Linked DNA regions of Mus musculus: regions 1, 2, 3, 5, 6 and 7 are each linked to region 4. A link is a contact called in public HiCAR-type, HiChIP or PLAC-seq, Micro-C and promoter capture Hi-C data. All regions are on one chromosome and are shown on one strand. The core of a region is the stretch at or near the end of the contact, and the rest is flanking DNA. Distances in the headings are between cores, read along the strand shown. Region 1 holds the start of Socs4 (suppressor of cytokine signaling 4). Region 2 holds the start of Dlgap5 (DLG associated protein 5). Region 3 holds the start of Lgals3 (lectin, galactose binding, soluble 3). Region 4 holds the start of Peli2 (pellino 2). Region 5 holds the start of Fbxo34 (F-box protein 34). Region 6 has its middle 5.9 kb from the start of Gm36024. Region 7 holds the start of Mapk1ip1l (mitogen-activated protein kinase 1 interacting protein 1-like).

What was found. Promoter capture Hi-C pulls out the DNA fragments that hold promoters and counts their contacts. A called contact is a pair of places that touch in the nucleus more often than the background predicts. HiCAR-type assays count read pairs that join an accessible place to other places. HiChIP or PLAC-seq counts read pairs in DNA pulled down with a chosen protein or histone mark.
Region 1: an H3K27ac HiChIP or PLAC-seq map of microglia shows a contact between it and region 4, with 7 times the contacts expected there. The contact joins the promoter of Socs4 here to the promoter of Peli2 in region 4. A contact is called at or near these places in 2 of 39 promoter capture datasets (liver and stem cell-derived epiblast-like cells) and 1 of 115 datasets of contacts at active chromatin or transcription factors (microglia).
Region 2: a promoter capture Hi-C map of pre-B cells shows a contact between it and region 4, with 2.3 times the contacts expected there. The contact joins the promoter of Dlgap5 here to the promoter of Peli2 in region 4. A contact is called at or near these places in 1 of 39 promoter capture datasets (pre-B cells) and 1 of 115 datasets of contacts at active chromatin or transcription factors (microglia).
Region 3: a contact with region 4 is called in a FOXA1 HiChIP or PLAC-seq map of pancreatic cancer cells. The contact joins the promoter of Lgals3 here to the promoter of Peli2 in region 4. A contact is called at or near these places in 4 of 39 promoter capture datasets (embryonic stem cells, hippocampal neurons, neutrophils and 1 more) and 2 of 115 datasets of contacts at active chromatin or transcription factors (bone marrow-derived dendritic cells and pancreatic cancer cells).
Region 5: a contact with region 4 is called in an H3K27ac HiChIP or PLAC-seq map of double positive thymocytes, with 5 read pairs. The contact joins the promoter of Fbxo34 here to the promoter of Peli2 in region 4. A contact is called at or near these places in 2 of 39 promoter capture datasets (hippocampal neurons and liver) and 1 of 115 datasets of contacts at active chromatin or transcription factors (double positive thymocytes).
Region 6: a HiCAR-type map of astrocytes shows a contact between it and region 4, with 2.7 times the contacts expected there. The contact joins the enhancer-like site here to the promoter of Peli2 in region 4. A contact is called at or near these places in 9 of 39 promoter capture datasets (cranial neural crest, embryonic stem cells, hippocampal neurons and 4 more), 1 of 484 Hi-C or Micro-C datasets (cerebral cortex), 1 of 115 datasets of contacts at active chromatin or transcription factors (astrocytes) and 1 of 9 other capture datasets (embryonic stem cells).
Region 7: a contact with region 4 is called in a Micro-C map of embryonic stem cells, with 6 times the contacts expected there. The contact joins the promoter of Mapk1ip1l here to the promoter of Peli2 in region 4. A contact is called at or near these places in 1 of 39 promoter capture datasets (liver) and 1 of 484 Hi-C or Micro-C datasets (embryonic stem cells).

Annotation. Positions count from the first base shown.
Region 1 is chr14:47,274,705-47,278,292 of GRCm38.p6, reverse strand. It overlaps Socs4 (suppressor of cytokine signaling 4), which reads right to left and starts at 1,373. Exons shown (of 2, transcript NM_080843.3): 1 at 1,072-1,373. It overlaps Wdhd1 (WD repeat and HMG-box DNA binding protein 1), which reads left to right and starts at 1,436. Exons shown (of 25, transcript NM_001360532.1): 1 at 1,436-1,772; 2 at 3,438-3,549. The coding sequence starts at 1,696.
Region 2 is chr14:47,416,171-47,419,832 of GRCm38.p6, reverse strand. Dlgap5 (DLG associated protein 5) reads left to right here and starts at 1,426. Exons shown (of 19, transcript NM_144553.2): 1 at 1,426-1,724; 2 at 3,262-3,497. The coding sequence starts at 3,263. It also overlaps the pseudogene Gm8353.
Region 3 is chr14:47,372,050-47,375,702 of GRCm38.p6, reverse strand. Lgals3 (lectin, galactose binding, soluble 3) reads right to left here and starts at 1,843. Exons shown (of 6, transcript NM_010705.3): 1 at 1,751-1,843. It also overlaps the pseudogene Gm52166.
Region 4 is chr14:48,119,179-48,122,724 of GRCm38.p6, reverse strand. Peli2 (pellino 2) reads right to left here and starts at 1,856. Exons shown (of 6, transcript NM_033602.2): 1 at 1,492-1,856. The coding sequence starts at 1,568.
Region 5 is chr14:47,470,477-47,474,510 of GRCm38.p6, reverse strand. It overlaps Fbxo34 (F-box protein 34), which reads right to left and starts at 1,950. Exons shown (of 3, transcript NM_001146086.1): 1 at 1,794-1,950.
Region 6 is chr14:48,989,185-48,992,735 of GRCm38.p6, reverse strand. No RefSeq gene overlaps it. Among named protein-coding and RNA genes, the nearest start is that of Gm36024, 5.9 kb to the right of the region's middle. Within about 2 kb of position 1,740, at least 96 of the 459 cell types and tissues checked have an H3K27ac peak or open chromatin away from gene starts, as enhancers often do. A contact at or near this core is called in astrocytes, cerebral cortex and hippocampal neurons, where this site is marked.
Region 7 is chr14:47,296,083-47,300,029 of GRCm38.p6, reverse strand. It overlaps Mapk1ip1l (mitogen-activated protein kinase 1 interacting protein 1-like), which reads right to left and starts at 1,756. Exons shown (of 4, transcript NM_178684.6): 1 at 1,625-1,756. It overlaps Gm35078, which reads right to left and starts at 3,488. Exons shown (of 2, transcript XM_006519856.4): 1 at 3,407-3,488; 2 at 1,625-2,047. The coding sequence starts at 3,420. The coding sequence ends at 1,642. Socs4 (suppressor of cytokine signaling 4) reads right to left here. Exons shown (of 2, transcript NM_080843.3): 2 at 3,928-3,947.

The DNA.
Region 1 (3,588 bases), core at 124-2,623, 840 kb after region 4:
CATAGTTCTAAAATCAAATGGTATCACAGGCACTGTCTAAAGTATTTACATCAATAACTCTTGTTCCCACTTGCAAGTTTCTGAATGGTGAGCTCTGAAAAGCATTACTCTGAAATCCCATTACAATATATTCAATATATAGATGAGTATCATCAGCTCAACTTGAACCTCACACTGTACCTACTCATTTTTATTGTCCAGGTACTGGGCAAAAGAATTATAAATTGGCCTGTCTAAAAACAATAATTTCAAAATAAAAGTAAGTTACTCAAAAGTCATTGTCTCAGGTGCCTTTATTCTTGTGGGAAATTAACAATAGGGTTTTGTTTTGTTTTTTAAAAAAGAATCTCAGATTCTACTTGAGCCAACTACTCTTCCTTTTTATTCATATACAAATCTGAGTGTCTTTTTGGAACCCAGGTTCTTAGAAATGCCTTACAAAATGCCACCATAGCAAGAATACCACGGTTTGAGTAATAACTAAGCTTGCAATTTTTTTAATAAGTTATCTAGATCTACCTCTGTAGAGTTTTCCGGTAATAAAAATAAGTCTGACTGAAACTGTACAGTGGGTACCACAAAAACGCCGTCAAAGCCCCAATTATCACCGAAAATCATAATTTTCAACAGACCAATTTATTAATATGGAGAACGTGAAGAAACAAGAAAAGCATAAACTTAACGGGCCAAGACCTGACTTAGTAGAGGATGTGTTATCGACTGCCACGATGAACAGAAACCTGTAACAATACAAATTAGACCTCTCCTTTTAGATCTAAAAGCAGTTTGGTAAACTTTGGTCGGAACTAAATAGAAAACCCAAGTTAACTCTCTTTAGCATTATTTAGCTAGAGTCGCAAGAAACAAGAATCAGTCCATCCTTTATTACCACAGAAATGACAAAGTTGAGGGCACGAAGGGCGTGAAGAATAAAGGCTTGCCAAGGTCTGTCCCTAACCCGGTCCCGAGGAGCTCGATCGGTTCAAGGAGGCGACTACGGTGGCTCGGGAGGAGATCCTGAAAGGGCAGGCGTCAAACCCCAGCCCTCGCCGCCACCCTTCCCCCTCTCACCTCTCCGAGCTCAGCTCAAGCGGAGCTGTCCGAGCGCCTGCCGCCATCACCACCGCCATCACCCGGCGCTCGCTCAAGCGCGGAAGAGAGGCCCGGCCACTCCCGCTCCTCGTGCGGCTCCCGCCAGGCGGAGGCCTGGCTGTCAGCCCCCGCCCCGGCTCCACGGTCAGCCCAGAGTCAGACTTGCCGCTGCCTCCGCCTGCTCTCCAGGGACCGCCGCCACTTCCGGGTTCGGCTCCCACCTTTTCTTTCAGAGCGGCCCCAGCCACCAGCTCTCGGCTTCGAGGCGGCGCGCTTCTGACGCCACCACCCGGCGACCTCGGGCCGGACCTGGGCTGGGCGGCGGCGGGCCGCGCATGCGCACAGGGCGAGCGCGCCAGAGCGCGGGAAGCGGCTCCGTGCTTCCATCAGAGCAGACGCTGGTGCACACCGCTTGCTCCTCGCCCCCGCTGCCCGTGCTTGCAGAGGGGAAAGCTTGTCATCTCCCGGGCGTGTGTGACATACCTTCCGCTGCATCGTGCTGTGGCTCCTCGGGTGAGGGAAACAGGACTGCACGGCGCGGAGAGGACGATCGCCCTACTGAAAAAAATACCAGTTCTTACAAAACGGCTCAGGTAGGGAAAGATGCCGGCCACACAGAAGCCCATGAGGTACGGACATACGGAAGGGCACACCGAAGTCTGCTTTGATGATTCTGGAAGGTAAGCGTCTTTGGAAACAAAGGACGGGTCCAGCGTGAATGTTAGCCGTCATTCTCGGTATGGACAGCCGGTCGAAGATGACCGATGCGGAGGGACAGAGGAAGGAATAAACAAGGAGCGCCTCTGCCCTGAGGCTTGTTTGCTTTGAACTGTCGTGGCACTTCTAGGACCTCACGAAAATTAAAATCCTTTACCCAGAGGAGTGCCTTCCCGCCACTCACGTCCTCATTCGGTGTCATGTTTATTTTATGAGACAGTTAAGCATCAGCAGTTGCTGTAAATTGCAATGACTGTCGTGCCCAGGAGATGGAATTTTGCAGCTTCCTCTTTCACAGTGTCCCCTGTGTACTAGAGGACATAATGTAAATGTCTAGTTTAGGGCTCAATACTGAGAAGTCGCTTCTTGTCAGCACCTTGTGCGGTCATGAGGCTCTACAATCACCACCATTTACTGGAAATAGAGGCTTCTCTAATTCTTTCTTTCTTTCTTTTTTTTTTTTTTGGTTTTTCGAGACAGAGTTTCTCTGTATAGCTCTGGCTGTCCTGGAACTCACTCTGTAGACCAGGCTGGCCTCGAACTCAGAAATTCGCCTGCCTCTGCCTCCCAAGTGCTGGGATTAAAGGCGTGCTCCAGGCCGGCTGAGGCTTCCCTAATAAAGGCTGAGGGTAGCATTTGAAATGTACATAAATATTTAGACAGCAGTTTGAGGTTATGCAATTTAGCTATGCAGTAGTGTACCCCCTAGGGCCTGAGACCTCCCCTTGCTATGGGCTTTTGAAAGGGTTTACCTACCAAGAATGGGTTCCCCTTTGTGGAATAGACCTTAAATCCAAAAAGCACTTGGTTACCCCTATAGCAGCCATGTCACGCATGCCCACTCAAGTGGACCATTCTTGCCTAGAAGCTGGTGTCCTAGTGAGGGCCTCCTAAAGCACAGGCTGGTCTCCAACTTAACGTGTAGCTGAGGCTGCCTCTGCCTGGCAAGCACGGAGATTACAGGCAGGGCTACTACACTGATGAACACTTTCCTATGACCCCCTTTGGGTTTTCCAATTTGGGAGTTAATCTTTTTTTTCTTCTAAACATTTATTTTATTCATATTCCTTCCTTCCCTCTCTCCTTCCCTTCCTTTTCTTTCCTTCCTTTTTTTATCTTTTTTTTTTTTTTGCCATTAGCCCTCTACTGTTTTTATTTAATTTGCACTTTTATGTGTCCAGATAGGACATAAACAGAATGAACAAAAGCACTTAGGCGATGAGAAGTTTGAAAAACAAGCAATAACCTATTCACATGGCTATTTTAATAATTTTTGGGGTACTCGTTGAGCTCATATATTCAGACATTGGTTATAGTCTCTGTGTGTCCCGAGCTGGTACTGGGGATGTGATGGTGGCTGAGCAGACACAGTCCTTGCTGTTGCAGAAATCATGTGCTCGTCTTTCTCTCACGTTATTACCAAGAAATAATTTTATGCCAAGGAAGAGCCGCAGAGAACATTAAACTCATCTCCGTTTTATAGAATGGAAGCTAAGAGTCTGCTATTGATGTTTATATGGAAAAGAATTCACTAATGTCTTGATTTTTGTTTGAAAATATAGAAAAGTAGCATTTCCTGAAGAGTTCCTGGAACTGGGTGACATTTAAAATGTGTATGTCCTTCACAGCTATATTGTGACTTGTGGCAGTGATGGTGATGTGAGGATGTGGGAAGACTTGGACGACGATGACCCTAAGTCCGTTAATGTTGGAGAAAAGGCATTTTCATGTGCTTTGAAGGTACTTATTTCAGTTGCTGTGAAGAAATGATGGGCATGT
Region 2 (3,662 bases), core at 177-2,676, 700 kb after region 4:
CACCTACAAACCTGTGAAGCACGGCCGCCGCCCGGGATCGGTGCCACCCACTCCTCCCGATTCACTCCCCTCAAGTAGCCGAGGCCAATAGAGACTCAGTTTTGGGTCCCTGGGTGGTGGTGGTGGGTTAAGATTTATTTTGTTTTCTGCCTATGAGTGTTTTGCCCACAGAGGTCAGAATGTGATGGATCTTTTAGAACTGGAGTTACAGAGAGTTGTGAGCCACCACGTGGGTGCCTGGGTTTTCTGCCAGGGCAAGAAAGTGCTCTCAACTGCCAAGCAACTCTCCAGCCCCCAGTCTCAGCTATTTTAAAACAACAGTGAAACCCAAACAGGAACCACATTGTCACACACTGTTACTACGTCTTAAGGTGTCTTTTAACACCTTACAAGAACAGGTTTGTTTCCTGCAAACCATGTTTTTCAACCTATGCTGAACTTGTGACCCCATGATGTACGCCCACCCCTTTGCCTTGTTAAGTTCCTGAACACCTGTGATGACTCCCCTTCCACATGCTGTGTTCTTGCATTTATCTACCCCATAGGTAGCCTTGAACCCCGAGTGGCTCACTCTCCCGCTGGCCCAGATGCTAAAGGCACTAAGAGTCAGTTATCTCCAACGGCTCTTTTTTTTTTTTTTTTTTTTTTTTTTTTAGCAACCCTGACCCATTCCCATAAAAAGAACCTCAAAAGCCAGTGAGGGGCTGCTCTCTGAAATCTCCACTTTGGGAGACCGCAGCTGGCTGGCCAGTTTGCTTTAATCAGATATAGCTTGCTTTAATCAGCCACTCGCGAAATTGGTGTTTCTTTCCCCCATCAGATCTAACATAACCATGAATATTATGTCAGTTACCTATCTTCATCTTTCTCTTTGTATGTCCCAGAGGTCTCAGTGCTGCTATAGAGCTGCAGGCAGCTGGTCCTCTTTCCCAAGATGTTGGCAGGGAAAAAGCAAAAGCCAAACTTACAAACTCTTTCCTAATTTATCTTCCCGGTGTCTACTGGATACCGATCAGTCTACAAACACATGGTCAGCACAGCTGTCCTGGCCCAGGCGTTTTTGTTTTCTTGATATCTCATGGGATGTGTGCCTTCGTTTATGTGTCTGTTAGAAATCTCAGTTGATTTCTAAGGCAGACGTTAATTTTGCCTTAGAAAAGAAGGAGAAATGGAATAAATGATCTCGTTTAACTTAAAACCTTTGCCTTTTTTTAGCGTGGATGCTCAGCCCGTAATCCCAGCAGCACTCAGTGACAGGCAGGAGCATCTCGGTGAGTTCGAGGCCAGCCTTGTCTACATAGTGAGTTCCCAGACATAGTGAGACCTTGTCTTAAAAACCAAAACAAACAAACAAACAAACAAACACGTTTAAAAGGAAAGAAGAAAACCGGCCTGAAGAGCCAACAAGTGCGGCCCGCCCCACTGAGTTTATAGTGTGTCGCTGCCACGCCTAGCGGGTTTACCGCCTCCCTCCTCCCCCTCGCCCTCCCGCTCCCAACCCTTTGCCTTCCAAACAATTTAAATGTCGCACAGAACCAACCTATCGCAAGCCTCGTTCGAGGGGAAGGGGCGGGAGCTTCCGGAAGTGTTGGCAAAAGTCCCTCCAATCAGCGGCTGGCAGCGGGAAATTTCAGTTCCGTGAAGGGTCGGTCCGGGAGTTCCTTCTGCGGATCGGTGGAGTTTTCTGTGTTGCGACATTGTTGTGGATCCAGAAACTGCTTCAGGTAAGTGGGATCAAGAGTTCAAGGTCCTCCGTGGCTGCATACCAGCTCGAGAATGGCCTGGGACGAGACTGTCCCGAAAAAATTTAAAAATGGCCTAGGTGAGATGGCTCAACAGTTAGGAAGGAGCACTTGTTTGCAGAGTTAGCTTCCCAGCATCCCACGTAGGGCAGGTCACAAACTCCTTGTAGCTCCAGCGTCAAGAGGTCCGACACCCTCTACTGGACACCAGTATGCATCCACCCCAACACAGAAATAGACATACACATAAACAACAAGAAAAAAAACCTTTGGAAAAAATTGGCATGAAAAATGTAGATTATCCTAAAGCATTGACAGCGTATTAGAGATGAGACTCTACCCGACCTGTATGCTAGTAACCTCCCAAAATAGCCCACAAGTGTCAGTGGATTCTGCTTTTCCTGAAGACGCTGTCATTTCTCTCTAACCTGCTGTAAGTATTAGACGGAGAATCTTAAGATGAGTGCACAGGCAGGGGAGCTGACCTGAGAGGTCCACTTGACCATCACCATGACACAAGCCATTAGAGAAGAAGGACCTCAGTTGAGGAAATGACGACATGAGGTCCAGCTGTAAGGCATTTTCTCAGTTAATGATTAATGGGGAAGGGCCCAGCATCTTGTGGGTGGCAGCCATCCCTGGGCTGCAATCCTTGGTTCTGTAAGAAAGTGAAGCAAGCCAGTAAGAAGGGTCACTCTGTGGCCTCAGCACCAGCTCCTGCCTCCAGGTTCCAGCCTTGCTTGAGTTCCAGTCCTGACTTCCTTTGATGATGAATAGCAAAGTGGAAGTGTGAGCTGAATAAGCCCTTTCCTCCCCAACTTGCTTTTAGGTCATGGTGTTTTGTTGCAGCAATTGACACCCTGTCTAAGACAACCGTGTTAACAAGTTTTGCTTAAACTCTTTCTCTAGTAGTTGTGTTTGACACTTTCTCTCTTTTCCTTTTTTTCTTTTGGTGGGGAGAGGATTAAAACAAGGTTTCACATAGCTCCCACCAGCCTCCTTTGGAGCTGAGACCGACTGACCATGAGCAGGCCCTCTTGTTTTGGTTTTCCGACTGTGGTTGCACAGTATTTATCAGGCCAGCTTTAGCCAGGTGTTAAAGTCACAGGAGTGTGTTCATCACAGTAGGGTGATGCTGCGATGAAGGGTCTAGGTGGGTTTCAGACCTTACTTACTTCCTACTCATAACCCCCAAATAGGCCGTGGTATCTCATCTGTGATGACTTTTCTACTTTCATATCTACTCATATTTTTTCCATTGTGAGTTTTAATATTTTCATTTCAAGGAAGTGCAGAGTGGTGTAGGAGATAGATTGAAGTCTTGATCATTTTTATTAGTTTACTAATTTATCTCTTTGAGAGAATGTTTTACTCTTTAGCCCAGGCTATGCAAAGCTCACATGATTTGCTCGCTTGAGCCTTCTGCCTGCCACAGCCTGACCTGAGATTTTATTTTACTTTTTTTAAATAATAAAATGAAAATCCATTTATGTTGGTGTCTGTTTCTCCTCTTTGGCAGGATGCTGGTGTCACGTTTTGCCAGTCGGTTTCGGAAAGACTCGAGCACTGAGATGGTTAGAACCAACTTGGCTCATAGAAAGTCTCTGTCTCAGAAGGAGAACAGACACAGGGTGTATGAGCGAAACAGACACTTCGGTTTGAAGGACGTCAACATTCCACTGGAAGGGCGAGAGCTTGGTAATATACACGAGACATCGCAAGACCTCTCTCCAGAGAAGGCCAGCTCCAAAACAAGTAAGGAAGGGTCTTTTGTAACTGTAAGTACTTTTGAGACGCAAGGGGTCTGGAGAGATGGCTCAGCAGTTGAGAGTGTTCACTGTTCTTGCAGAGGACCTGGGGTCAGTTCCTAGCATGGTGGTTCGTCTGTAACTCAGGTTTCTGAGGATCCGACTTTGCCGG
Region 3 (3,653 bases), core at 594-3,093, 750 kb after region 4:
GCAAAACAAAGCAAAAATGATCAGTGACCAAGAAGGAGACAATTACTAGGTGTGGTTGTACTGGCCTGGAAAATCACAAGTTCTAAACCAGCCCTGTCTGAACAAAAAAACTAGCATTCTTTCAGATGGGCACTGCCTCCCCCCCCCACCACCACCAAAGACTGTTGTTGCAGACAAGCAAGGCTTTTGTTATTAAACTTCAAGTTTTATGGAAACAGTTGGGGGTGGTAGTTTACACTGTTAGCCCCTGCACTTGGGAGACTGAGACAGGATTGAATATTGAAAGCCAGCCTGGGCTACATAGTAAGTTCCAGTCCTGCCTAGGCTGCAGTGGCAGCCTGTCTCCCTGGGATGGTTTGTATATGCTCGGCCAGGGAGTGGCACTAACTGAAGGTGTGGCCCTGTTGGAGTAGGTGTGTCACTGTGGGTGTGGGCTTTAAGACCCTCATCCTAGCTGCCTGGAAGCCAGTCTTCCACTAGCAGCCTTCAGATGAAGATGTAGAACTCTCAGCTCCTCCTGCACCATGCCTGCCTGGACGCTGCTATGCTCTTGCCTTGAGGATTATTGACTGAAGCTCTGAACCTGTGAGCCACCCCCACCACAATTAAATGTTGACCTTTATAAGAGCTGCCTTGGTCATGGTGTCTGTTCACAGCAATAAAACCCTAACTAAGATACTTCCCCTGCCCCCAAAGGTAAATAAATAAAAATACGGAACTATAAACTTGAAGCAAACATCTTGGAATTTCAGAAAGTGATAGTTTTTACACACTGGTTTCTGTTCTTTTCCTCAGAATTAGCCGGGTCACTAAGTCCAAATGTTCTCATTATCCAGAAACCCTACTCCCCGGGGGTCGCTTTATAAATATTCCAATTTCTTCAAATAGGAATCACTTGCTTCCCTGCTAGGGTTAGCCGGAATCCTAAGCCTCAGTCTCAACTCCCCCTCCCCACCCATTCCCGTCCCATCCTCGATTCCCTGCAATAGTGCTTGAGTAACATAATTCAGCATAAATGCAACCTTTGAAAGCCTCTCGCTAAGGGTCTGCACTCTGAGACCAACACGGCCACACCCAAGACTTCCTCCACCCAGATCTAGAGGTTATTGCACAAATAACCACACTGGTCACGAATGAGTCACTTGGCTTACAAAAAAATGTTAGAGGTTACAGTAGTTCTTCATCCCGACACATGCGCACTAGGGCTTGGGCAGCACTGTCCTGTGCGGTCAAGCACGCAGCGGGTGGCTATAGCCCCTACCTCCGCTGAACCTGGTGGAACTCACTGGCACCACACAGCAAGATCTCTAGTGGAAGGCTTCCACGTGCACCAAAGGAGCCTGCTGGAATTCCTCCAGGAGTCAGGAATCCTGGGCGATGTCTTTTGAGTCTCCAAACTCCCACCCCCACCCCCAACGTGCCAGAAGAGGCACCTGATCCCTATGGCCAAGCTAGGGGCCAGCTACAAGGTGGATCTCCGTAGGTTGTGGCTCACTCTAACGCAGGGCTTCGAAGGAGTGCCCAGGGCCCGCTGGCATCCCGCCATCCCAAAGAGACTTAGTATGTAGGTCGTGAATAACTTTCTCCGAGAGTTACCCGCAGGAGAGCCAAGGCGGTAGACCAGCGCCTGGGACCCTGAAGGTCACCTCCGTCCATCTCCCGGGAGCCCAGCCCTTTCTTGGTGCACTGAGCAGCACCGGTCCCCGCGCCCCGCGCCGCTCACCTGGGTAGTGCTCTCTGTGCCGCTCACCTGATTAGTGCTCCACCCGCCGCTCCGCTAGCTGTCAGAGCTGGGCGGTGGCTCGGCCGCTTCTAGTACTCTTTTCCCCGGGCCCGCCCTCCCAGGGCGGGGCAGCATCCCTCGCCCTGCAGGCGCCTGGCTGGACCGCGCCCCACGGACCACGGAGCTTCCCCACAGTGGACTGGGACACGCCCGCCAGCCTGTGCCCCTCACCTGTGCCCCGCAGTGGGCCCTAGCCGACCGCACCCAGACTCTCAGACTCACCCAATTCCCTTGTCTGAAGCTGCCTGTCAGGGTCTCATCCTGCCCCTAATTCCTTCACCTGAAGCCTTCCGCAGAAATGGCAGTGACTTTGAGTGTGAGGGAAGGGAGGAGCAGGTGTCCCTGACAAATCTGAGATGTAAGAGGTGCCCCTGTTTGCATTCACTCCTGCTCTGGATTTTGCTGGGCTGGGTAAACCCAATGTGGTACATAGTAGGTTCTCGGTAGGTATTTGTTGGTTGATTGATTGATGAGTGAATGAATGAATGTGGACGAATGAATTAATGAATGAAGTAGTATGAATGTGTGAATTGATTCCTAGGAAGATGTTTTCTCAAAGATTGGAGGAGAGTTACAGCACGGGCAAGGGGCAGTTAAATCAAGAGGACAGGGTGTAGCTCTGTCTATATGAAAATAGTTACAAGGAACAGCCGCTTTTGCAAGAGGCTGATAACCAGTTTGGAACCATTTATATAGATTAAAAACTTGAGTGATGTGGTTAAGGATATTCAAGATAATTTTTCCCCAGCTTCAGATACATCAGCTAATATCTACCAAACACTTATGCACCCCACTCTATGCCTAGGGCTTTACATACATTTATGGAGTTGGCATTATTTTAATCCTATTAGGTCCAAAGCAGCCCCCCAGAATGCCAGTGCTGGTCCTAAACAGAGGGACTCTGGCTGCACAAACAGAAGCTTATAGGTGGTTTCTGTTGACCAGGGATCTCCCTTAGTCTGCCCCCAATGTCAACTACCTCAGGCAAGGGCACCTGCTTCCCGGTCAATCCCAACAGCCTGTAACAGCTCAAAGCCCCCCATTCTGCTGACTTCTCCCCACACCCGGGGCAGGGGAATGTTTATTGCCTTGGTGGTTTGAGCCCCAATAAACTTATCTTTCTACTCATTCAGTGATGTCGCTGTGCCCTTGCTTACAAATCCCATTTTAGACATGAGAAAATATGGGTATAGAGAGTCAAGCATAATCCCGTAAGGGTGCTTGCTACAAAGCCCGACGCCTAACTTTGATCCCTGTAACTCAAGAGGAAAGAAGAGAACCAACTCTTGAATGTTGTCATTTAAGCCACATACACATGCTCACATGCATATGTGCAAATATAAATGCATTTTAAAATATTAAAACATCGCTTCTCGGCCTTTTGGCTAAGATCAAGTGTAAAATATTAAAACATGTAAATAAAATTTTAGAAATAAATATATGTATTTTTTTAAAAAATCACTGTAGGTAGTAGGTGTGGTGGCTCATGTCTTTAATCTCTTGGGATCTGCATGCTCTTGGGATGCAAAAACAGGCAGATCCCTTCAAGTTTAAGGCCAGCCTGGTCTGTATGGCGATTTGAGGCCACCAGGGATGTACAGTCAGGCCTTGTTTCAAAAACAAAAATGAAAAACCCCAAACAATCACTGTGACCATTGGCTTATGTAAGCCACGGAGCACTCCAGCTGTCACTTGTCACCTGGCTCTCCAGATTTCCTGTAGTCTCTAAAGTAATCAATTATTAGTGTGTTAATAAAGAGTCCCGGCCAGTTTTGCACAACCAGAGGGAAATGTGCACGCAAACTCTCATTCCAGGGGCACTCAGGAGGCCTGCTCTAGTCTCTAGGATAGACTTACAAGCTCGGCAGAG
Region 4 (3,546 bases), core at 607-3,106:
TTTAGTGAAGGATGAAGCAGGTGCTACAGGCAACGGTGTTTACAGAGACACTAAATTACAACTGTCCAGGGTGTAAATTCTTTTCCTGGCTTTGGAGTGTCCTAAACTTTTAGCTATGAACACAAACCTCTCCGGGTTTATTCCACACTGCTCCGAAACGTCTCAACAGATTGCCTCAAAAGGAAATAATGAAATGGCTCTGGCGTAAGTTAATCTTCTTTGTCAAATTCACAGTGTTAAGCATACTCTGAAGCCAGCCACATAAACAAAACCAAACTCCACAAAATTAGGCTGAGCTGAAGTTACATAAGACAGACTAAACTGTGGCTTCCCCCCACCCACCTCCCCACCCCTCCTCTTCCCAGCGAACTCTGACATCTGTCTCTTAAGTGCATGCAATTCCCATGCAGGTGCGGAAGGCGCTCATCTGCTGAGCTTCCAAATAAGCAGTGATCTTTCCAGTACTACCTTCCCCCCCCCACACACACACACAGAAAGGCTTGCAACAAACTGAAGGCTAGGAAACTTTAGATGAGTCTTTAAAAAAAAATTAAGTCGGCACTTACTTCAAGGTAGTAATCAAAACACGTTTCTCAAAGTTCCCAGAGCCTCTGCTTAGGGGTGAGGAGGGGGGCTTCCTCGCGTGCCTCTAAGCCCACCCATCAACACCCGCGTGGGTCTGAATACAGATCTTTCAACAGAGGACAAAAGCGCGGGTTCCCTGGAGCGGCACATCCAAAGGGAAACCAATCCTTTCCCTGCAGCACTACCCAAGTTGCTCCAGCTCCAAGAGTTTCCTGCACTTTCCACCTCCCCCCACCCACACCCTTTTCATTGCCCACTTTACCCTGCTTTAATCCTGCGAAGCCTCCCTCCTGGTTTATTAAGGGTAAACAATAGAAAATGTCACACGGAAACTCAGGAAGTAGATGAAGTCTCTAATTGCTGCCGTTTTAACGATTGTAGATAATTACTATCTTCAAAATGTGATTTTCACCAGCGGAGTGGGAGCCGAGGAGGGCAGGGTGGCGAGCTCCCCGCCGCTGGCAGGGCATCGGCAAGGCCGGGGCCCGAGGGGTGCAGGAGCCCGAGGGGTAAGGAGATCAAGGGGTGCGGAGACTCGAGAATGGAAACCCGGGAGATCCGGGAACCGTTGTTGAGAGGACCCGGGAAAACCAGGACCCGGTCCAGGCCCTCGGCCGAGCTCACTCCCGGCGCAAAAAGCGGAGGCCAACCAGCGGCCCGGGTCACAGACTGGAACAATGCGTAACCCCCGCGGACTGGGCTCTGGGCTCGGAGACAGGGCTCCGCGTTCGCGGTCGTCGGGAAAGAGAAGTCCCCAGTAGCCACTGGCTCCGGGCTTCACCGAGCGACCCCGCGTGGTGCAGGAGCGCCCTCCGGGCCGCGGCAACGAGCACCCCGGGGACCCGGGCCCTCAGGAGCGCATCCCTCTCCCTCCGCGACGCCCCGCCGCCCGCGTCCCCAACTCACCCCAGGACCACCAGCTCCCCGTATTTCACCGGCTCCTTGTTGGGGGCGCTGGGTTCCTCCTGGCCCGGGGAAAACATGGAGCCGCGCTCGGCCGCCGCCGCTGCCGCCTCCGCCGCGATCCCCGCCGAGTCCGCGCCGCCACTACACTCCCATCCCGAAAACGGGGTGAGCGCGCCGGGGAACGGCACGGCGGCGAACGGGGCGCTGGGCGGCCAGTCCCGCGGCTGCTCCGTCGTGGCTGTGCGCGTCGCCCGCCGGCTTCCCCGGAGCTATCCGTACGTTGGCCGCTACGAGCGGGACCCGGCACGGAAAGCGAGCGGCGACCAGAGCCCCGCGGGAGGAGGAGCGCGCGCCGCCGGGGGGCTGAGCGGGCTGGGCAGGTGGGACGGCCGCGCCGCCGCCCGCGTCTCCGCGCTCCCGCGGCCCCCGCCCGCCCGCCCGCCAGCCCCCGCGGCCCGCGAGCGCCCCGTGTTATGTAAACATAGAGTAAAGGGGAAGGCAAGCCCTTAAAGGGGCAGCTCTGTTTTTCTCCTCTCTTCCTCCGAAAAGTTGGAGCGTGGGGGTCTTCGTCCTCAGCCCGGGGATCCGGACCCCGCTTGCGTGAAAGCCAAGCATACTGCCCACCCCCCACCTCCGAGCTCACCATGCTGAGCGCACTGATCTGGGGGTGTCTGCTTTCAAAGCCAAGCCCTTGAGAGGGGGGCTTAAAAAGAGAAAGAATCTGCCCATGGGGGGGGCGCTAATTGAAGGGCTCCCCACCATTTCATGTATCAAGAGAAAGGAGAAAGAACGTGGGGGGGGGGTGAGAAAAGAGAGAGAGAGATGGAGGGAGGAGAGGGAAAGGGGAAAAAGAAAAGTTAAAAGTTACTTTTAATCCCTTATTCACATCTCTGTCCCTTCTTTCAACCCCCTGGGGAATTTAAAAGGAAATTACCTAGGTGGATTTTTTTTTTTTAAATGAAGACAAATGTTCCTTTATTTCCATGGATTAATCAAGGCACTGTTTGTATTTTATGCTTTCTTATGGTGCTGTGTCTTTAAAATATTGTAGGCTGTGATAGTTTTACTGACTGCTGTTTTTCATCATAGAGGAATTTATTATTCTAGCATTTATTAAGCCCTTGCAACATGCTAGAGACGCTACATATTATTGCCTGTCACTGCCTTTCCAGACTGTTAAATATTTAAAGAAATAAATACTGCAAAAGCTACCCAATGTATAAACATCGAGAGTGTGTGTGTGTGTGTGCCCGCGCGCGCGCGCGCGCGCACACACACACACACACACACACACACACACACACACATACACACACGTTTAGGCTATGACTCTAAGTAAGGAGTTAAAAAAGAAATAATTGCATGAGTAACCTTCCATTCTACTGCTCAGCGCCGTGCATGTATCGCTCTCTGACAGGCTATTACTGTAGTGACATGATGCTTTCTGTAATTTTACTTCAGTTAGTAACTGGCTTTTCTTCTTTTAATTGAGGCTTTGGAGATAAATTACTCCAGAATAACAAAAGCCACACTATTGATGAGCCAAAAATAAACTTTATTAGACGATTACCTTATTTCCGCTAATTACAGAAAGTCTATTCTTAGACTAAAGACAACTAGCTATCCGGCTTATTGTACAAATCCTCTGTACTTTTCTCTGTTATGAAAATGTAAAGGTTTAACCAGCAGCCCTTTTTTAGAGAGTTGAGCTCTTTCTCTTCATATGGTGTTGGTAGATTTCTGTATGACGGAGTGTAGTTTTCCTTACTCCCTAGTCCCACTTACTATATCCACTATGCGACTGTCAACAACCCTTTGAATCCCGTCACAGTTACCCATCTCCCTTAATTATAGTACCTCGCTCTGGCATGCGAACTTCCCCCAGTCTGCTCTATTGCTGCTACTGATCTCTAGGCTACAATTACCCCCTTCTCTCCTGGCATGCTGTGCTTTTGTGCTTGCATTACACTGTTCTGGCTCCATTTCTTCCTTGCTGCGCTCTGCATCTGCTGTTAGGGGGATGGAAACAAATATTTATTAACCTCCTTCTAAGTT
Region 5 (4,034 bases), core at 701-3,200, 650 kb after region 4:
AAAACTCTCCATCATGGCCCACTTCTTGGGGACGGGGTGGGGCCTGTTTGGACTCCAAAGCTCTCCAGAGCAACATACTTTGAAATATAGGTGAATACTGAATGTCTTCACAGACTGTGCTAGTGTTCGTGGTTTTGCTCTCTCCTCCTCCTCCACCCCCCCCACACACCGAGTCTCTCTGAAGGAGACTGAGCCACACAGATCTAGACAAAGTTTAAGATCTCTAGAGAGGTGGCCACTGTGACTTAGATCACACCTGGGTTACTTAGACACTAGAATGTGAGGACCTTCAGAGCCTTTAAGTCATCCAGGTTCCTTGCCGGGCAGGGCAGCTGTAAAGCTCTGACGTGCCTTAGGGATTACTGTCCTGATGAACAGCACCTGGTACCACCGACCTACACTAATCTCCTGATCCAAAGTTCACCTGGCTGCTCCCGGCATGCGCTAGCCATCTCTCTTCTCATTGACAGCATGGCCAGCCTACTGTGTTCCACTCTTCCCCTCCATCCCTCTTAGTATGAAGTGTCCTATGTAACTGCTTCTGGGCCCTCGTGTCACTACGGGCAGTCAAGAGATGTGTGCTTGACCGCCAGTGCGCCAGTGCTTCTATGCAGGTCTACTATCTTTTCAAAGCCTGAGAAAAATCAACATTCACAAAATCACCTGCTAAAATTTATCATTTCACATTCGGAAGCACTACTGACAAAATGTAAGTCGCCTGACCCCAAAGGTAGTCCTCAGATGTGTTATATTACGTTACAGCCTAGTCTTGGGGTGGGGGTGGGCTGCAAAGCAGAGGCTTATTGCTGAGCTATAATCACAGAAAAAAACAAATGTCCCTGATAAAACGGGGGAGGGGGGGGCAAGAAACACCAGGATAAATTACATCATCGGGGGATTATTATTTAAGAAAAATGTTGGATTGATTCAAGCTCCCCTTCTTTGCAAGACAAAGTTCATTCAAGATCTGCTTGCCTTGGTCATTCGCTAACAAGCAGATCACTGGCAAAAAAAAAAAAAAAAAAGATAAAGCCAACTAAATTATCAGCCCTCCAGTTGGTTCAGCCCCCGCGCACCCTTTCCCAGCAACTGCTACATCAAACCATCAAACTGAGTTTAGCTTCCTGAAGGCACAGTGAACACCCTAATACCCCTTCCACGCCCAACCCCCAAGATCCCTCATATCTAAACCGAATGTCCTTAAACTGTACTACTACCGATGCTCTCCGAAATGAAGTTTAAGCACCTGACAATTATTACATCCAAACTGTACGAAGCCGAGATCCCAAGATTTTGGTTCAAATCTGCTAGGACCGAACTTCCTTTTTCTCCCCGCGGGTCCTCCCAGCCCTTCCGCGCGCCAAGGTCGCCACTCGGGGCCTGCAGTGACATCACGGTCTGTCTCGGTAGAGCCCTGACATCACCCGCACGCCGAGCCTCGGCACTGTGACCTCACCACCGCAGGCTCGCACGCCAGGGCCCCCCGGGGAGGGTGGAGGAGACGCGCCGCTCACCTGCACGGGGACACCCGGAGCCCCGCGCCCCGCACGCAGCCCACCCGCGGCGGCCTAGCTTGGGTCGCCGGACTCCGGGCCCAGGGAGCAGCCGGGCGCACGACCTCGGGGCCAGGCCGCGAGGACGGCTCTCTGGAGGACGCTGCGGCGGCGGCACCCCGAGCACGGCGAGCCGCGGTCCCCGCCCCCAACGTTCGGCCCTGCCGCGGGGAGCAGCGGGAGCCGCCACGGTGTCCACCTGCCCCGCGCCCCGCAGCCCCGCGCCCTCGCCCGGCCCACCTGTGCTTCTGCCGGGCCAGGGCCTGGCCCGGGGCTGCGGCAGCCCGATGCGGCGGCGGCAGGCCTGACTCGCTCCCCGACACTGAGGCGGACCAGGAGCTCAGCGCTGAGCGGCGGAGCCCAACGCTCGCCCCGAAACCCATTTGTTGGCTAAACCGGCGTGACATCACGCGCCGGCCCAATCGACGGTTGCCCGGGGGCGGGGCCGCAAAGCCTGCGTGCGCCAGCGCCCCCTGCGGGCGGCCGCGAGCGCTGTGGGGAGAGATGGGAGCTGCCAGGACAAGCGCCTACAAGCCTGGTGTGGCGGGAGATTGGGGAGTTTGAGTGTCACTGCACAACAAGGACCCTAACCCTAGAGCACAGTTAGAGTGACAAGTTCATTAACACTCCCAGGTGCTCCAGAAGCCTTAATACGTTTGACCCTGTTAGATATCCAACATGTCTGGGTTCTAATCTTGGTTCTACCACTAGCGTATGGTTCTATTTCAATTTTTATTTTTATTTATTTTATTTTATTTATTTATTTATTTATTTATTTATTTAGGAGACAGAGTTTCTCTGTATAGCCCTGGCTGTCCTGGAACTCACTTTGTAGACCAAGCTGGTCTCGAACTCAGAAATCCGCCTGCCTCTGCCTCCCGAGCGCTGGGATTAAAGGCGTGTGCCACCACACCCGGCTCATCTATTTCAAATTTTTAAAATGAGCTATTTAGCAAGCCCATGGCCCTGGGTTTGATCCTGATGTCCTACACACTGGGCATGTTGCTTCATATCTGTAATCCCAGAGTTTGGGAGGTGATGTCAGGTGCGCCACAGGTTCATGGTCACCCTCAATGGCAAAGCAAATTTGGGATCAGCGGGAGCAGGGCGCGGGTCCTCTCTGTTAAGAACACTGGCTGCTCTTCCAGGGGAATTCAATTCCCAGCACACCACAAGGTGGTTCGAAACTTGTCTGTAACTGCAGCCTCATGGAATCAGACGTCTTTTTCTGGCCTCCACAAACACTGCATGCACGGAGACAAAACACTATACACATAAAAAAAATTTTTACAAAAGAATATATTTTCCATAAAATTATGGCAGAAGTACCTACCAGAAAGTACATAAACTTTAAAGTTAAACTGCTAATCTACAAGAGCCTTGTAAACTTATCAGTGAAAGAAAAAAAAAAAAAAACAACAACAACAAGAAGACTCAGCACTTAAGAGCACTAGCTGCTCTTCTAAAGTACCCAGGTTCAATTCTCAGCACTCTCGTGGTGGCTCACAATTATCTGTTACTTCAGTCCCAGGGGATCCAAGACACACATCTGGTGCACACATGTGCAGGCAAAATAGCTATACACACAAAATTTTTTAAACAGCCTCACATCAGAAAATAAAAAACCTCTTGTGAAACGTGTGTGTGAAGTCTTAAAGAATCAAAATGTAGAAATAGGACCAGTGAGATGCTGCAGCAGATGAAGGTACTGACACTAAACCTGACACCCTGAGTTCAATCCCTACGACCCACCTGGTAGGATGAAAAGATGTCCTCTACATGTGGGCCGGAGTATGTGAATACCACCCATACAGACACACACACACACACACACACACACACCACACACACATACACATACACACACACACACAAATACACACACACATACACACATACATACACACACACACACACATACATACACACACACACACACACACACACACACATGCGTGGGCTGGAGTATGTGAAAAACCCTCCATACACACACACACACACAAATTTGCAATTTTAAAATATAAAACTAAGCCAAGCATGGTAGTACACATTTGTAATCCCTGAATTTGGAAGGCTGAGACAAGAGGTTGTGGCAGTTCAAAGCCACTCTGGGCTACTTAGCATGTACCGGGTTTCCTGGGCTGTATCCCTTTCTCATTTCCATGATCAAAATACTTAACAAAAGCATCTTAAGAAATTAAGGACTTATCTTGTAGCGCTGGAGAGATGGCTCAGTGGTTAAGAGCACTGGCTGCTCTCACAGAGGACCTGGGTTTGGTTCCCAGCACTCACATGACCTCTCACAACCTGCTGTAACTACAGCTTCAGGGGCTCTGACACCTTCTGGCCTCCAAAGGCACCAGGCAGATATGACGCACAGACATAGATGCAGGCAAAGCACTCATAAAATATAAAGTTAGTAAATGGAGATATTTTCATTAAGGGGGGGTATGTTGCTCACAATTTGAAGCAGAGAAGGCA
Region 6 (3,551 bases), core at 491-2,990, 870 kb before region 4:
ATAAAATCAGAGCAATAACTTGATGGCTGAAAGACATGGACAGAATTCTGGACTGAAATGGGGTGAGCACAGAGATCTTTATGATGCTATAACCCTTCAGTGTTCTGCTGGAGACACTGTGGCTTGTGGAAGGTGTTCAGCTCAGCAAGGTCGTTGATAGACCCAAGAGGAAAGAAGGCAGGGAGAAATGACTCAAGACTAGATCTGAGACTGTGGCTCTATCCACTCTGTATGAGGAGTCCTTATCCACAGGGGAAATACATTGAGTGTACTGAATTACCGTGCCTGCCTAAACCAGCCACTTTAGTGGGCCTAATGTCATTTGCTCATATAAATGTTCCCTACCAATTCATTCCTTTTTCACAGTGGCCGAGGAAATGTACATTCATTGTTAAAACAAACAAAGAACCCTTCTGTGCTGCCTGACTTGCAAGTGATGCTGAGACCCTCCCAGGATACAGGCTCAGCAGAGAATATCCCTGCCCTTTATTTGGTTTGTGGGAAGGGAGTGGGAGGCTATTGTTTGGATCCAGGACTGGCAATGTACACTGGAACATTCCTTCTCCACCTAAGCCCTGAGACAACCGCAATCCAGGAAAGAGTTAAGTCAGAAAGAGGAAAATATCTCACCAGCATAGCTTTTAAACAAAAGACATGAAAATGGAGGCTCTCCGTATATGGAAAAATTTTCCCTTTTCATCCATATTGATAGCCAGAGGGGGTTATTATTGAGAATATGGGTAAAGTTACTGCCAGTTTTTGCTGCTACTCGTGTTTAAAAAGAAACTATGGAAACCGAGAGAAGGAATATTAATTAAGTTCAAATTTGGAATGTCTTTGCCAGGCGTGGATGAATGAATTCAATGAAGCAACCTGTTGGGTTGAAACTCAGTGTTTTGTTTGCAATTAAAAGAGTGCTGAACTTTTCATAGATTAACACTTTTTGCAGTAATCTTATTAAAAGGTTATTTCTTCATGAGATTAGTTCTGGAATGCATTTTTTTTCTATTTAAAGAACCAGTAGATATTTTCTCTCCACCCCCTCCCCCACAATTGTAAGTAGCTGCATTACTAAGTATGCCCCCCAATGTTTACAAATGTTAATACATTTACTTGCTAAAAATAACACCAAATGGCACAGACTAGCAAATCCTCAAACACCCCAGCCTTGGCATCTTCCCCCACCTCTAACTGAAGAAACTTGTTACCAGTCTGGTAGATCATTAAGAGATTTGATTTGCAAAAACTAACTTCTCTCACCTGGAAATCCAAGCAACCTACAAGTTACTGGACCTGTTTTAATTTTTTTTAAGAGCCTGTGGTTTGAATATATATATAAACTTTCTAAGGTCCTTGGATAGTTACATGGTCTAAGAGTTATTTATAGCCTGTGACTTTTCTAAGACTGTTTCCAGTACTGAAAGACAGAGGCCCAAGTGGATAACGCTAACGAACAAATCTGAAACGAGACAATTCTTCATTTAAATAAAGCTAGACTAGCTTCATTGGCCACCGCGGGGGGTGGGTGGGGGGTGGGGGGGTGTTAAAGGATGCCCCCACTTTACAATGTGAGTAAGTTGTGGCCGTCGTAGTTCTCTGATTAATTTGCTTCTTTCTGGTAGGGGGATAGCAATGCTGAGGCAAACACTGACGAAACTGGAAATCAGCTCTGTTTAGTAAATGGGAAGCCGCGTTCTAAACACAGACAGCATCCTAAGGGCTCTGCTCGCATGCTAAGCCGCGTGCCTGGCTGATGGGCCGCCGCAGCTGCGGAACAATGCACTTCTCATGGATGGTAGGAGGGAGGCAGTCTTGTTTCAAGTAATACTATTTCTGGGCGGTAATCCAAAATGCGCAGTAGGCAGAAGTTAAAAGGAAGCGCTTGCTTTTAGGTTTTTAAAATATATCCCTTAATCCAGGGTGATGATTGACAATCATGATTTAGAGTATGAGGGGCCGCTCTTTAATCCAGTAAGTTTGATGTTATTTGTGTATCTAGTAGGGCTTTTATTCCACTAAAACTAAGTGGAAGCCTGTGCAATTGATGCCGCATTTCAGAATTGATTCTTGGCCTGTGCTCTATTTACAGATTAGTAAGCACACAGGATCCGGCCTCCTCATCTTTTTGAAATTTAAAGGTCTTGAAAGGCACATTTACAATTAAAATGTTTCTTGCTGTGTACGAGTGTGACCAGGAAGTGACGTTTTTTTCCCCCCTGTGATTTAATTTTTTTTCCCTAAACCAGAAAAGAAGCAGTTTGTAAGATTTTCTAATACAATTATCAAATGGAGCCTTAACCATTCATTCTGTTTACAGGTGGCTGAAATATTGTCGCCGATGCCTCTGTGTAATTTGTTGGAAGCACATTTGAGACATGTTACTGAACGGTCCCCTAGCCTTTGTTCCCCCTGTAGATCTCCATGGACGCTTTTTCTGGAGACTAGATCACTGTGCAGCCATTGTGCGCCTATTGTTTTCATCAACTGGGGCAATACTCTTCATAAAAGGCCCACATGATGAAACCATCATCTCGGAATCAAGAAGTCCAAAACTAAGATATAAACAGAGGGATCAGAGTGAGGGGTGCACTCTACGGTAGGGATGGAACGTGCTTCTTGTCCCTCGAACTGTCCTTGCTGTCCTTTCTTCAATCCTGAATAAAACAAACTGGCCTTAGAAATGAGAGGAGGAAAGGAAAAGCCGGAGTGACAGAGTTTTGTCTGCATTCTGAGGTCTTTAATTGGGAAATTCTTAAAGTAGAACACATTCACTGCGAAGCGTTTGGAAACTATTGAAACAGAGAGAATGCTGTGATCCCTGGTTCAGAGCAAAGACAGTCTTTGTTATATTTGACTTGTTTCGTTGTAAGGTTCTGGACTTCAGGGCTAAAACACTTCCCAGGAGACATTGAAGCTTTGGAGTGGGGACCTGGGTGAGACAAAGGGCTATGGGTTTGCTTTGTGTGAGCAAAACTTTCTGTGATTAAAAAAAAAAAAGAGTAATGGGTCCTTTTTGTGTTTAGAATATACTCTAATGTGATAAGTGAATGTTTACAGTACTGCTGTCTGTTAACATTTCCAAAGGCTCTTTGGCGTGCGCACACGCGCGGGGTGTGTGTGTGGGTGTTTAGGGAATTGTGTATTTGGTATTTAAAGGCTAATAAAAAATTGACAGGGAAATCATGTCAGACTATCTGCTGGAAACCAGCTATCAGTCCATATCCTTCCAGCCTTTAGACTTTCAGGCTCTTGTCATGAGCGGCTGAGTACTCTTATTTTTTTTTTTTTTTAAAGATTTATTTATTTATTATATGTAAGTACACTGTAGCTGTCTTCAGACACTCCAGAAGAGGGCGTTAGATCTTGTTACAGATGGTTGTGAGCCACCATGTGGTTGCTGGGATTTGAACTCTGGACCTTCGGAAGAACAGTCGGGTGCTCTTACCCACTGAGCCATCTCGCCAGCCCCCTGAGTACTCTTATAAACTGCCACTTGCCTGAGCTGTGGCCGATTGATTCATGAGAACTGCGTAGAAAAGTCATCAAATCTT
Region 7 (3,947 bases), core at 507-3,006, 820 kb after region 4:
AGTTATACGTGGCTGTGAATGCTGGGACAGAACTCCAGTCCCCTGCGAGAATAGTGCATGTGTTCAACCTGAGCCATCTCTCTCCACACTGCAGCCCCATCTTCTCCTTCTCACTTAAACACAGAACAAAAAAGCCACCAGAGTAGACTGCCTGCCTGGCCTATGGTCAAATCCAGTTCTCTGAGTCCCATACATGGCAGTAAATGGGTATTTTCCAGAGATTTGCTGAGGCTTATTATACTAATCTGTAAATAAATCTCTTAAGTCACTGCCTGGCACTGAGCAAAAAACTCAACAAATGTTAGCTTTTACAACCGATACAATATGGCCACAAACCTTTGTCTATTTTCAAAGCAGAGAGCAACTAAAAAAAAAAAAGCAATTTCCTAAGTACTGCACAAACTTATTTGGTGGCAAAAGCTGACCCGACATTATTTATCCATTTCATTTTCCACCCACTCCCCGCTATAGTCTGAATAGTTACAACTGCTGAATTTTTTTCTTTCCTTCCCTAAAGTTTTGGGACTTGAATTTAGGACCTTGTAGCAAGCCGGGCTAGCACTTATCTACAGGCTCACCCTGTGCAAATATTACTAATTAACAGTCCCCGAGTCTAGGGCTCCTCTATAGTTAACAGTCACAGAATCTCAAGATTGCTGAATTCCTAAGGTTCCTGAGCCCAACGCTCAACCTCTGTAGGGAGAATGAAGATGACACCGATTCCTTCTGTAATCAAAAAGAACATTCCAACCTCGGCAGCTGCAGGAAAAAGTTTTTGAAGGGAAGTGTTCTAGAGAGTGGCTCCAATACTCCACGACTAAAAACTGCCCTCCTCCCCACCCAAGGAGCGCCACTAACAAAGACTTCCGAGGGCGACTCCAGCTTCTGAGGGTTTGGCCTCCAAACAGGCCTTTCGCACATGGGGGAGGGGGCAACACGTGTGTGTTTCTGTAGTAGGCTGTTACACATCTACGGTGGGGTCTGGTTTAGATACTTCAACTTTAGGATTCGTGAAAACATTACTTTCAGTTTTCATGGCAGGGAGGAAAAAAAATGGTTCAAGCGTTCTAGCTAGCTCAAAGGAGAACGTCACTCACTCAGCCCATGGCACCTTCTGTCCCCCGTAGTCATTTAAAGAATGGGTAATTACGATCAGCGAGAAGCTTGTCACACAGAATTATCAGGCGCCAGACCTTGCTGTAAGGATTCGGGTCTCCTCCACTGTCGTTTTTATTAGAAATTAGTGGCTGGGATACCGGTGGAGGGGCAAGGGGACGGGGGGGGGGTGTGGGGGACAAACAAGCTGCCCTTTAGGGTTAAGGGAACAAAGGGAATCCGGGATCAACCGGAGCGAACCAGCCCCCAGCCGGTCACGCAGGCGGATGTGGGGGAGGGTCGCCCGCTCCCGCCTAACCCCTCACCCCCCGCCCGCCCCCGCCCAAGCCTGGCATGACGTGGGCGCCCCGGAACCCGACGGGCGCGACATTAGATCCCTCGGTCGCCTGGTTCCCGGGGGACCCTCCCCATCGAAAGCTCTAGAGCCGCCAGGCCCCCCGGGACCCCGCGTCTTCGCATCGTCTCCCGCCAGCCTCGCGCCCCGCCGCAGGCGCCCAAGCGGACTCACCCGGCAGGATCCGAGTCCTAGGCGCGGCACAGTGGCGGCGGTGAGTCCAGAGAGACGGGCAATGGAGACCCGCTGAAGGCCTGATGGACCGAGACGACAGCGACACGGCTCCTCCTGGCACCGGAAAAGGAAGCGGGGAGGCCGACCTGGCCGCCCGTTATTTCCGCCCGCCCCGCCCAGCTTGCACTGCGCCTCCAGCCGGCCGCCCACGAAACTGCAGGCAGGGCCGCGTGGCTCCGGGAGCCTGGGCTGTTTCCCTCTGGGTGGAGCGCGGGAAGGTTTCCCTGCTTCCTGAGTCCAAAAGACCCAAAGGAAACCCCCTGGCCGGTGATGCTCACCGCAACCCAGGGACTGAAAGCGGAGTTTGGATTCTCTGTGTTTAGAGGTTTTTGTAGACAGGCTCCAAGCTGGCTGTCAGTAGTCCTGTTAAAATCGAGGGTAAAGAGATGAGGGAAAAGGGAAGTCTTTCTAAAGGTCTTGCGAATGAAAACTTTTAAAAGCATATGTCTGCAGAGACTGAGTTGTATAAGTTGGAATTTCAGTACTGTGGAAAGATTGGAATGTTGCAGGTCCAGGGGCTAATTACCTTATCTTGGGCTAGTGCTAGCCCTCCAGAATAGCCACCTCTGTGTCAAAACTAATATCTTGTGGCAATAAGATTAAAAACCTTTTAGGTCTATTAACAGGCAACTAGCCTCTGCCAATCCAAAAGCTAAGAATGTCATCGGATAATGTCTTAGATGTATAGAAAAGCTTCCTCTATCTTGATGTACCCTCCAATGTATCCATCCACCAGTGTGTTTTAAACTTTGCCTTGATTTATAGCGTTCTCTGTTCTGTAAAACTAAAAACCTCGTGATACTGGTTCCATGTTGGGACATGGAATTTGAGGTAACCTAAATTTGTGTTTTGGTGCCATCATCATTCAAAAATGGGTCCAGAATAAGCTATCTCTGATTCCCTTTAAGTTTTAAATTAAGAATAGTGGCCTCAACCTGTGGTTTATGAACCCTTTGGGCGTCGACTCTTTCATAGGGGTCGAATATCAGATATTTACATTATTTATAACAGTAGCAAAAATACAGTTATGAAGTAGCCATGAACTAATTTTCTGGTTGGGGGTTACCACAACATGAGGAATGGTATTAAAGAGTCACAGTATTAGGAAGGTTGATAAGCCACTGCTGTAAGATGAGAGGTGTTGGGTTTTTGAGACTGGCCTCTGTTTCTGGGAGACTCAAAACTGACATACCAGAAAGCAAAATCTAAATCTACATACAGATTTTCAGCCGGTCGTGGTGGCGCACACCTTTAATCCCAGCACTTGAGAGGCAGAGGCAGACAGATTTCTGAGTTTGAGGCCAGCTTGGTCTACAAAGTGAGTTCCAGGACAGCCAGGGATACACAGAGAAACCCTGTCTCGAAAACAAACAAAACAAAAAAATTTTTTTCATTTTTTTTTTTCCTTCCCAGACTTCTGATGTATGTCAGGTCCCAAAGAAACCCTAGACAAGTAAGTGGCCTCCCCAGCACTTCTCACCCCACCCGCTACAGTAAACCTATCTAACCTCTAACCTCTATGACTTCATTTCCACTGAGTGTTCTCCTAATCTGGTTTCTCTTGTCAGGTCTCTTTATCTCCAACCCCCCCACCCTACCCCACCCCACCCCACCCCACCCTTATTCCCCACCCGCCACGACCCTGTTCAGTCTGACTCTTCCAGTTGCCACTGGCTGTTCTCTCCCTCATATCTACAGTAAAACCTCTCTTCTCAACCATACCAAAAAGTGGTCATGTCCTCACTTTCATTCCAAGGTAGGAAAGCTTAAAAAACCAAACCACTGGCTGGAATCACGTCTCAGCAGGTTAAAGTGCCTGCTGTACAAGTTTGACAATCGGAGTTTGACCCTTAGAATGAAGGTAAAAGATAAGTAACTCCACACTTTGTCCTTTGACCTCACACCTGCTAATTCCCATCCTCCCCCACCCTCCAGCTCCCAATACTAAGAATGAAAAACACAACCACAAGGCTGGGGCCAAGGTTTTGGATTAGCAGGTAAAGGTCCTTGCCAAAAACTCCTCACTCCCTGAGTTTGCTCACTGAAAACCATGTGAAAACCTAGGCACTGTGGCTAGCAGCTGGAACTTCAGCATGCCTACAGCTGGAGGCTGAGAGGCTAAGCCTCAAAGTCAAGCCACAAGACAATTAGCCCTCAAAAAGTTGTCCTTTGGCTTTCGAAAGTGTATCATGGTATGCTCCTGAATTTAACACATGCACACAAATCTTTAAAAACGACAAAGCTTTTGGATTTAATATATTAA